3 separate regions of the Mus musculus genome follow, and all the other regions are linked to region 2. A link is a contact called in public promoter capture Hi-C data. All regions are on one chromosome and are shown on one strand. The core of a region is the stretch at or near the end of the contact, and the rest is flanking DNA. Distances in the headings are between cores, read along the strand shown. Region 1 holds the start of Pgap1 (post-GPI attachment to proteins 1). Region 2 holds the start of Inpp1 (inositol polyphosphate-1-phosphatase). Region 3 holds the start of Ccdc150 (coiled-coil domain containing 150).

Region 1 (3,556 bases), core at 229-2,728, 1.7 Mb before region 2:
CACAACATCCAAAACATACATGGTATGCCTTAAATGCTTATTAGCTAACTATTGCCCTGCTACTCAGTATTACCCAGACTTTCCTGGCCCTTCCAAATCTACCTCCATACCTCAAAGCAGCTCACCAGTCCATTTTCCCAGTCCTCTCTTTACAAATAGTCCGTATCTTGTAGCTAGGTGTATTTGCTTAGATATCCAAGTGTTTCTGTCTAGGGTTAAAAAAATTGTTACCCTTTTACCTTTGGATTGTAGCTTCTTGATGTGAATAGCAGGGTTTTGTATAAGATAAACAATTAGCTTCCTTTTCGGTCTTGAAATTCTTTGATTTCATGCATCCTATCCAGCTTTCCTCAAAATATTTGCTAGAAAATTAATCTAATAAAATAAAATTGAGTCAGTGCCAAAGATCATTCTAAGTAAAATTCTGAAGTTAGCAGCACGCACGCACGTGCACACACACACGCACACACACACACACACACACACACACACACAAAACTCATCTGCTGTCTGGTTAGCTTTAAGGGCTGACACCTCATAACATTTCAGCGTTTCGAAGCTGTTACAAGTATTATCAATGGGTTTAATTTGCTTTTTTAAAACCCCTTCCTTTGTGTAAAGACAAATGGAAATTCTTCAAAATGAACTAAGTTATGAGAAAGAGTGGAAGCTTGAGCAAAATTCTCTTCTAACGTCATTGTGGAACCAGTCCCCAGAGACATGGGGGACTTGGAGAGCACCTCAAGTCAGTGCCGACCTGGTCCTGCAGGTACCAACTGGGAACATCATGTTGGTAGGTATTTTTATATTGTTTTTTTTTTTTTTAGACTTCGTCTGATTAAGGCTTCCACCAAGAACAGGATTTCCTTTGACTGTCGTGTGTTTTGTTTCAATGAGCAGGTGTTGTTACTACCTACAGGGCCCAAGTCGGTGGTCTAAGAGGAAGGGGGAAAGCCATTTGTCTCTTCTGGAATCAAGCTAGTTGGTCCTTGAAGCGAAATTGCGGAGGCCCGAGATGGTTCAAAATTGAACAGGATGGGGTTTGAAACTGTTGCAGGGGAAGGTGTGCGTGACAGCCACCTGACACGCCTTTGATGTGCCGCCTCTCTTGGCCAGTTAGCTCTGAATCTCTAACAGTCTCTGGACTCTAGGGCGTTATCCTTGCCCCTGGCCAATTCCTGCGGTACCCACCCGGCCATTCCCTCTCCTGCCTCTGGGATCCCGCGCTCCCATCCCCCTCTCCCTTTCTTCCTCCACTCCCCGTCCCCCCGCCCCTCTCGCCCCCTCCCTTTTCTCTCCATGCCCTCCAGCCCAGCCCACTCCGCTTTCTCATTCCATTTTTTAGGCACACAATCTCGCTCACGCTGCAAACGCCCACAGCCCCCTCCTCCGTGGGCGGCACCGCGGGCCGGCTGCTCGCAGTTGCGCAGGCGCGCTGAGCGGCAGGCGAAGGGGAGGGGGTGCTGGCGGGCTCCGCGCAGGCGCGCGCTGCTCAGCTGGGCACGGCTTGGCACCGGAGTCTTTCCCTCGCTCTGTCTAGGCTGCCGAGCTTCTCCTGGTGTAGAGGCGCTCGTCTGCACCATGTTTCTCCACTCAGTCAACCTCTGGAATCTGGCGTTCTATGTCTTCATGGTGTTTCTGGCGACCCTGGGGCTGTGGGATGTCTTCTTCGGCTTCGAGGAAAACAAGTGCAGCATGAGCTACATGTTCGAGTACCCCGAGTACCAGGTACGGCCCTCCCTTACCTGCGCGCCCACACCTCCCGGGCTTCTCTCGGGCTCAGATGGAACGCTCCGACTCGGAGCTCTCCTGGCACTCGAAGTCTCCTGCTTCGTGCTGGGCAGGGCATCCTCGCCTCCGCGACCCCTCGTCCCCCACCCAGACTCCGGACCCCGACTTCTGACCGCCAGAGAGCCAGCTCTGGTCCCTCTCCCCAATCCTTATACTTCCCGGACCCTCCTTTGCTTGCAAGGAGATGATTTCTCTTCGCGCCCAGTGATGGGCGTGCGTCAGATTTCGCTTTTCTGGAAAGAAGCAGCGTCTTGCAGAGTTGCCAAAGCTGATTTAAAAAAGAGGCTCTGAGGTTTTACCTCTGGGTGAAGTGACAGACTGGCCTGATTAATAATTAAACTGAAAACTATCTAGTTTTCCTCCGGTGGAGAATTTTGCCGATCCACCTGTTCTGTAGGTTTTGAGTCCGTGGGTGTGTGAGTGTGCGTACCTGTGTTTTCGCATGCCTCTGAACAGTCAGTGACCTGCATAATCGATTACGATATCTGTTATAATCGGTTGCATGTACATTCTGGTGTTATTTTGTCTTCTCACTGGGTTTAACAGGATCTGCCTCCTCTTTCATCGCCCCCCCCCACCTCCTCTGTTCTAATTTGAATGCTTTCATTAATTGCTTCATTTGTTCCGCGTAGTAGAATCTAAAATTTCATTCATGACCAGCAGTAGAAAGAGATGATAACAAATTACACAGCTGTCAGGAGAAATTCCCTTTGGTGATATTTTTCTTGAGATTTCTAAATGAATCTAAATTTTGGAATATCTATTATAATAACTCCTATAAAATATGCATAATACATTTTGATAAGGTGCATTCTTAGTATACTTTTAGGATCATAGCAGATTTTTTTTTCTGTCGATAAAGAATGAAAATCAGGATTGAGTCTGTGTACAGGTCCTTATAGAGGGAGCCTGTTTGATGCTCTCTTATTTACATTTAAAAACTGAAGTTTAAGTTGCTGAGGAGCAAGCATCCTTTCCCATGGATATTTTCTAGTAGATGAGTTCCTACCTTGATTTTGCATCAGTGGTTATGAGGGAAAGTGAACACTGCATTTCAGATGCTTTTGGAGATTTTTAACAAGTTAGTGTTAATTCCAAAGCTAATGAACTGATATGATGTTGGCTTATGTTCATTAGAATCTTAATAGTTAAAAATAAGAACTTTAGGGTTTTTTTAAAAACTGAAAATAGAGTTTATTTTAGTTCTCTTTCATTGCCTATGATTTAATAATTTGAAAACTCGGTAATATTGAAGCAGGTCGCTTTAGTGTAGTACTGTATTCAGTGGTTACAATAAAATCATTTTGGAACAATAGTTTCCATTTATTTTTAGATTTCCCACAATTATTTGGTCTGTTTTAATATTTGCAGTAGTAGAAATTGCCTCCATGTTCAGAACAAAGCATATGGATCTCACAGATGGGCCTTGTGCCTCATGAAATTGACTAGAAAGAGAAAATTAGTGTCATTGAGACAAAAGAGCTAGTGGGCTTTTTTTGTCGGTATGTAGTTATTTTGGTACAAATTGCTGTTTTGGAGTTTGACACTTAATAATTTGTGTGCACAGTAATAATCATAGTGGTGGAAGTTTTAGTACACATTTTTAGCAGACTTTGAATGAATTATGTTATTTTACAAACAGAATTAAGGCCTACCTATAGAAATGAGCCCTTTTGAATAAATATTGAGATTTTTAAGAGCCAAGTGGCTTTCTTATGAGTAAAGCTGTACTAAAGATAGCTTATCTCTTGCCTTCTAGATTAGC
Region 2 (3,810 bases), core at 494-2,993:
CATTGGAAATGTAACTGAAATAAATACCTAATTAAAAATTATTTTTTATGATTATAACTGTGTGTATGTGAGCACACAGGTGTGCTGTGGCGCATAAATGGAGGCCAGAGCACAATTTTGGGGAGTCAGTCCTCTCTATTCACCATGTGGGTACCAGAAATCCAAGTGAGTTCATCAGGCTTGGTGGCATGCACTTTTACCTGCTGTGCCATCTCATCAGTTATGAGGTAAGACTTACCAGTTATCCAGCTCTTATAGCTGTGTGTTAGAGCTGCAAGAGACTGCTGCAATAGCAATGGCAGCCATAAACATGGAATTCTAAAAGTTTGTGGATTGACATCTAGATCCGGTTTGGTAAAAGGGTCACTAAGTGTGAGTGGCAAAGTTGACAGTGAGGAGGAGGAAATGTGCCTTGATCACCAGCAGTTTGCTCCAAGTGTTAATAGAGATCAGAGCAAGCAAGTGATCCAGTGAGATACGTATTGTAGGGTGGTCTCTGCACCTGCAGAGAAATGGGCTAGAGTCATAGCTCCTACTCTAGCCCCTCCCCAGTTCTGCTCCTAGATACAAATCTACTCCCATTTCCTTATGGTAAATGTCACATTTATATTATTCCTTGATTTTGCTGTCATGGATATGATTTCATAATTAATATCAGCTGTAACACCAAGAATGGACTTAAGAGAATGGAACTAAAGGACAATATGAGGATCTAGGCATGGTAGCACCCATCTGTACTCCCAGCACCCAGAAGGCAGAAGCAGGAGGATAGCGAATTTGAGGCCAGCAAGGGTTATAAAGTGAGACTCTTACCAAAAACAAAACAAAACAAAGTAAAAGTGAGAAAGAAGGCTGAATCCACTGAACCTGTGAGTGAATGGAAGGCGGATGGGGAATGGAAGTGGGTGAGGTGCCATCGCAGTACTGCGCATAAATAAATGGGAGCTTGGGGAGAGGTTGATGAGAAAGCCTGCAGGCTAGAATTGTTGAAGTGCTTCCCAGTTCCAGCCACAGAATAAATCACAGGGAAGCCGGATAAATCTTACCAGGACAGAAGGGCCCAGAGCACTCACAGAGACTCTGAGCCCCTTCTATCCCAAAGTTGAATGTTGCCCTTTTTAAAATTCTTACCCTTGCTGCCCTTTGTCCATCACCACCCATTTCTATTTCCACCTACCACTCCCAACTATATCTTTAAGTCACACTGAGCATTAGTTTAAAAGGGTTGCAGCAAGAGATGAGTTTCCCACCCAACATGTGCTTCTTGCCTGGCTGGGCCTTGACCCACAACTAATAAGGTCCAGAAGACACTGCTTTGACTAAACAAACATGTAGGAACCTAGACGCTTCTATTAGAACAGGGGGACTCATTCTAGCAGGAAGTCCAACTTCACAGCTTCAAACCATCTGTCAAACCCATAACACCAAGGGTTCAAATGAATGGAGGAGGAATATTCTCAAAGACTTTTTGGGTGCTTCTGAAGAAACAATGCACACCAAGAACTGTGGTTGAGGCAACCCTGACCTTTCTGGCCCTCTCAAGCAAATTGACAAAGCTTCACTTGTGACGTCGCGGAGGCCAGACTCAGGCTGGCTGGCGTGGGATGCCCTCGCCCGCCCCAGAAGCAAGAGGCCACCCGCCCCGGGGGAAAGAGGCGGGGCCGGGACCTGGCAGAAACTGGGCTGCACTGCTGGAGCCAAGAGAGGCAGGGCGCCTCCCCGCCTTCGCTGCGGTGACCTCCGGTGTTTTCCTGGCGGCTTGCCCTCCGGCTGTGCCCGCCACAGGAGGATTGCGCCAGGTCCCAGCGCGACCACCTCCAGGCGTTGGCACTCCCTTCCTCCTCTCTCGCCCCTCCTCCGCCTCTTCCGTTTCTCTGGGAAAGGCTGTATCCTCCTTGGGGCTCTGCATCCTCGCTTAGGTAATCCGCTTTCCTGCTTTCGCCACCCCTCCCCGGTGTCCAGCGTCTCCACCTCCGCGCATTTGGGTCCCCGCGAGCCTCGCGCGCTCCATCGCCTCTGCAGAGGGCAGGTGAGTCGGTCTCCGGCCGAAGGCTACTGGCCTCGGCGCCTGGGCCTGCGAGGTACCGGGTCGCTGCATCGAGGCCTCTCCGGCCTGCCCGTGCCCACCCACACAGAGCCCGAACCCCGAACCGAGAGGCTAAGCTCGCGGATCACGCCGCCCCCTTAGCTCTGCAGAAGCCACCGAAAGAAATCCAATCGCCCGCAGAGTAGCTTCTTCTGCTCGGTTCTTTCCATTCCTACCACTAGCCTCTAGGTTGAATGAGGTGATCTGAGAATGGTCAGAAGCAGAGGCCCAGGTTCCACGGGTAGGTGGCGTAGCTGTCAAGAAGTAGGGGAGCAGTTTGCCTGAGAGATGCTTCTAACGTGGATCCACGTTGACTGTCTCTAGAGACCCATTGGATGGGTGTAGACTAAACAGTCCGGGGGTATATTTTTTCTACATTTTGAAGTATGGTTTTGTGAGACATGTCTAGGCAGTGGGTGTGGACAGCATAGAAGGGTGTCATCTAAATTATCTAACCTGGCTTTGGTAAAAATCATATGGACTGTCAGACATGAGGTGTGAAAGAAAAATCTAGGGAATACACGTTAACAAGCGCGGTGTGTACTTTGGAGATTTCTGTCCTTAAAACTAGGACCGGAACACGTGGAAGTTTGCCCACTGTGTGAGGGTGTTCGCGTCAAAAGGACTGCGGCTTGAGGCCGTGCGGACAGGACTCTTAATATATATGTATCCCATGCAGAATGAATCTTTCTGTTTTGTTTTGTTTTGCTTTGCTTTTTTGGCTCCTTGCCCTTAATTCCCAGTTTTAATCAGATGGTAAGACTTAGGTCCACCCACCTGGTAACAATCTAAGGAAGAAAACAACCCCAGGGACTACTTTTGGCTGATGGACTAGCAAGATGACCTCAGTCAGGCATCTGAAAGTACAGAATGAAAGGGAAAATACAGGCAACGGGAAAGCCGATTTTAACCCCTGCACGTGCCTGTTTGCTGTTTTCTTAAGAACTTACATTTAAAGGACTTTTATAATACTTTTGCAGTTAATTCTTAGCAATGAAGAAGACTGTGTAAGACACATAAAGTTACACTTCAGTTTTTGAATAGACTAAGAACTCTTCTTTGCAAGTTTTTGAACTAAGCCACCACTTGCACCTTAGACTCTCACTCTGTAGTGTGAAGTTCATTATTGCACATTTAGATTATACTTGTACTTGGAGTAATTGGAGAAAAAATTCTAATTTATTTTTAGACACAGAAGGCCAATAAAAATACAAGCAATAAAGGTAAATCGTTATATAGGTATTTCCTCTTTTACTTCGATCTTGAATAATAATTAGAAAAATGATGCTTTATTCTATTTCATGTTACACCAAAACTGCCTAAAAGATAAATAAGTAATCAATTAAAAACAAACATCTTCCATTTTAAAGAGTGGCACAGATGTGGACTTTCCCCAGGTGGGAGTCTTGTATAAATGTCTTCCTTAAAATACTTAGGGTGTCCTAAGAAGCTCAGAATGACTCAATGTTGGGCTTTTGTCTGGGTTAGTTTGGAAATAAAAGTGTTGCTTCCTGTTTCTCACAATTAGTATGGAGTTGTGTTTCCTAAACGTAGCTGTTTACTAACAATGGAAGATAATAGTAGAAGGCTAGACAGAGGTGGGGAGGGGCATGGCTCACTGAAGAAGTAGTCCCTGTCTCAAGAACCCATACAAAAGGTGGGTAGGCCTAGCCTTCATCTAGCACTACCAGCATTCGGGAGGCAGAGGTGGATTCTTAGGACAG
Region 3 (3,759 bases), core at 69-2,568, 1.4 Mb before region 2:
GGTTTGAGGCAGGGTCTTGTGTAGCTCAAGCTTCCCTCAAACTCGATGTGAGGATGACTTTAAACTTCTCCTCAGGTCTCTACCTCCCAAGGCTAGAATTACAGGCACACACTACCAAATGGTCTTGGCAGGCACTCCGCTGTGCAATAACCCAGGTTCCTCCCATCTTAGGTCTTGTATGTTCCTTTCTACCTTCTGGCTTCAGTTCTCTCTCTTCAGATGACAAAATAGAATTTAGTCCTATGCAGGTGAAGTGCCTGCTTGTCTTCATCAAACCATGGACCAAGTCGTGTGCAAAAGGGGTTATTGGCATTAATCGTACTATGGCATTTGTAGCATAGACTGAGAGACACCACATTTGTATTCATGTCTCTAAAGGGTTTCTAGATATCTGCTGTCAGCATCAGAATGGATCTTACTGTCGCGGAGCATGCAATTTCTGTCGGAGGAAGGAAACGGGTGTGTGTTATGTCCCAAATGGTGCCTGGAAAGCAGCTAGTTTAAAATAGCCCTTTATTTGTCCCTGTGTATAATTCCCTAGCACGGGGGAAGTCCACAAACCAACCAACCAACCAACCAACAAAACCCCAAGAATCTGTGTTTGACCCACGTTGATTCACGTAGGGTTACAATCCTTTTGTTGGTGTTGTTGAGCCTAGCATAGTATCTTGGCTGTTGTGGGTGCCAAACACGACAATACTTAACAAACATCTATCTCCGCTCAAGCAAGAAACAGTGTACAAATACAAATGGAGACGCCTCACGTCCAGGAAGCAAACCAGGGAGGATAACAAGTGGCAGAAAACCATGCCTTAATGTTGAAAAAGCCTTCGCCAGGAACCTTCAACTAACTGTATACCTAAATGGGGAACAGCAACTAAAGTAGAGGTCTCAGCGGCTGGCCACCCTTCTGCAGCTGTGGTCCAACCAAGGCCAACTTAACCTGGCTTGTTTTCACAGCCAGGCAGGGTGCTGAAGCAAGGTAAACCGAGGCTCTAGAGGTCTCCAGGGCCGGACTGGACTCGGGCTGGGAGGGAAAGGAACCTTGTTCTGAGGCGTGGTCTCTCCCCCTAAGCCGCCCACCTCAGTTTCCTGTGTGGGCCCGGCAGCCTCACCCCTGATTCATCCAACAGCCCGTAGCTCGGTCCTCCAGGCAGCAAGTTTGTTTCCATGGAACTAAAACAGCTCTTTAAACCAACCCGCTCGCCAGCAGGGTTGCTCCGGCACGCAGGCGCACCCGAGGTGAGGCATGCCGGGAAGTGTAGTTTTCCCGGCCCAGCAGGGCCCTCCACTTGGGGAGGGACCCTGGCCGGAATCCCTCAGTGCTCCGGGAAACGCGAGACCACGTGACCCGGATGACGCCAAACTCCATTGTGTTTCCAGCAGAGCACGCTGGGAAACGTAGTTGCTGCCCTCTCCTCGATTGGGTCGGCTTTGCCCTAATTACTAGGCGCACCCTGCAGGAAGCAAGAAGAGGCCAAGATCAGATGTTTTCAGTTGTTGGAGAACCAGAGGACCAAATAACGTATGAACTATGAGAAACTAACAAATATTTTGTTAATGAACACAAGAATGTAAAAAAAATCAGCTCGTTCTTGTCAAAAGAATCCACTCGGTCCTCTTTCATAACGATCAGGTAGAGAGTAAGCCACGCAGACGCTACTCTCTAGTCTTCTGTCTCTTCAGCGTAGATTTTGATTCCTTGTTGACAGGTAAACGAAGCCGGTGGAAAGGGAGGAAGGAAGGGAAAGAAGGGAAAAGCCGGGGAAGGAGAAAAAAGGTGTCATGTTTTTCAGTTTTGCCTTAAAAGTGTTTACACTTCGTGAAAACCCTCCTATAGTTAAGAACGTGGTATTCAACTTCACCTGAGTTTCAGGACACAGGACCAAATGATTGGTACCCCACACAGGGCAATCAAAGCTCTTCCTTCTGGCTGAGGGAATAAACCTGATAAACCTAGTCTGAGAGTTGAGTCTGAGAGTTGTCACTTCGCAGGTGTCTTGACAGAAATGCTATTCTGATTCTTTTGGTGACTGGGGCCTCCTGAGCAGGGGGGAGGATACCTGCCCATTGAGCCACAGCTGTTAAGACATTCATAAGACTGTGAATGACCCATGAAAAGAAATGCCTTTGTTCAAAAACAACTTTAAACATAAAAATGAAAACGCATTAGTGCAAAAAAAAAAAAAAAAAAAAAAAAAGCTGGTAATTTTCAGTGTATATATGATTTCACTTCCATTCAACAAGATTTTTCTGTAGAACAGATGAAGGACACATGTATGCACTCCCCAGAAAAGCCTCAGGCTTTGGTGAGATGAGAAAATTCACAAGCTCACGTCTCCCGATTAGGCAGTAGTCAGAGAGTTAAACTGAATTAAGTCGGTGCCTTTCACTTCTTGTGTCCATCACCTGGCAAGTAAGAATTTAGGTCAAACAATTGCAAAGTTGGAGAAATGGATTTAAAATTTTCAATATTGATAATAAATTTATCAGCTAGAGATTCGGTTTCTCTTTAATTGAAAATTCATCACATTCAACATCTAATTTTGTGGTTGGTTTGGGTGGATATTTTTGTTTATTTGTTTGTTGGGTTTTTACTTTTTGAGAGTCATGTTAATATAGTCTAGGTTGGCCTTGAACTCAAGAAAATTCTCCTGTTTCAACCTCCTGAATGATAGTTTCAAACATATATTGCCATACTCTGCTTCTAATGTTGTCTTTGAAGAGACTAGACACACTTTATTTTTTTTGATCTCCCTCCAAATTTTCAACTAATTTTAAAATGTTGACTTGTGCTCGCTTCGGCAGCACATATACTAAAATTGGAACGATACAGAGAAGATTAGCATGGCCCCTGCGCAAGGATGACACGCAAATTCGTGAAGCGTTCCATATTTTTAATAATCAGAACAACAAATGCACTAAATAAAGATAGAATACTAAAAGCAGTAAGGGGAAAAGGTCAAGTAACATATAAAGGCAAGCCTATCAGAATTACACCAGATTTTTCACCAGAGACTATGAAAGCCAGAAGAGCCTGGGCAGATGTTATACAGACACTAAGAGAACACAAATTCCAGCCCAGGCTACTATACTCAGCCAAACTCTCAATTACCATAGATGGAGAAACCAAAGTATTCCACAACAAAACCAAATTCACACATTATCTCTCCACGAATCCAGCCCTTCAAAGGATAATAACAGAAAAAAACCAATACAAGAACGGGAACAACGCCCTAGAAAAAACAAGGTGGAAGGTAATTCCTCAACAAACCTAAAAGAAGACAGCCACAAGAACAGAATGCCAACTTTAACAACAAAAATAACAGGAAGAAACAATTACTTTTCCTTAATATCTCTTAACATCAATGGTCTCAACTCCCCAATAAAAAGACATAGACTAACAAACTGGCTACACAAACAAGACCCAACATTTTGCTGCTTACAGGAGACACATCTCAGAGAAAAAGATAGACACTACCTCAGAATAAAAGGCTGGAAAACAATTTTCCAAGCAAATAGTATGAAGAAACAAGCTGGAGTAGCCATCCTAATATCTGATAAGATTGACTTCCAACCCAAAGTCATCAAAAAAGACAAAAAGGGGCACTTCGTTCTCATCAAAGGTAAAATCCTCCAAGAGCAACTCTCAATTCTGAATATCTATGCTCCAAATACAAGGGCAGCCACATTCATTAAAGAAACTTTAGTAAAGCTCAAAGCACACATTGCACCTCACACAATAATAGTGGGAGACTT

What was found. Promoter capture Hi-C pulls out the DNA fragments that hold promoters and counts their contacts.
Region 1: a promoter capture Hi-C map of pre-B cells shows a contact between it and region 2. The contact joins the promoter of Pgap1 here to the promoter of Inpp1 in region 2. A contact is called at or near these places in 2 of 39 promoter capture datasets (liver and pre-B cells) and 1 of 115 datasets of contacts at active chromatin or transcription factors (astrocytes).
Region 3: a promoter capture Hi-C map of embryonic stem cells shows a contact between it and region 2. The contact joins the promoter of Ccdc150 here to the promoter of Inpp1 in region 2. A contact is called at or near these places in 4 of 39 promoter capture datasets (embryonic stem cells, hippocampal neurons, liver and 1 more) and 1 of 115 datasets of contacts at active chromatin or transcription factors (astrocytes).

The regions. Positions count from the first base shown.
Region 1 is chr1:54,555,606-54,559,161 of GRCm38.p6, reverse strand. It overlaps Pgap1 (post-GPI attachment to proteins 1), which reads left to right and starts at 1,478. Exons shown (of 27, transcript NM_001163314.2): 1 at 1,478-1,728. The coding sequence starts at 1,582.
Region 2 is chr1:52,815,621-52,819,430 of GRCm38.p6, reverse strand. It overlaps Inpp1 (inositol polyphosphate-1-phosphatase), which reads left to right and starts at 1,743. Exons shown (of 6, transcript NM_008384.2): 1 at 1,743-2,029.
Region 3 is chr1:54,248,242-54,252,000 of GRCm38.p6, reverse strand. It overlaps Ccdc150 (coiled-coil domain containing 150), which reads right to left and starts at 1,318. Exons shown (of 28, transcript NM_030025.2): 1 at 1,116-1,318. The coding sequence starts at 1,172. Gm51622 (a long non-coding RNA gene) reads left to right here and starts at 1,388. Exons shown (of 3, transcript XR_003947818.1): 1 at 1,388-1,712. Gm25829 (a small nuclear RNA gene) reads left to right here and starts at 2,793; the gene lies at 2,793-2,899.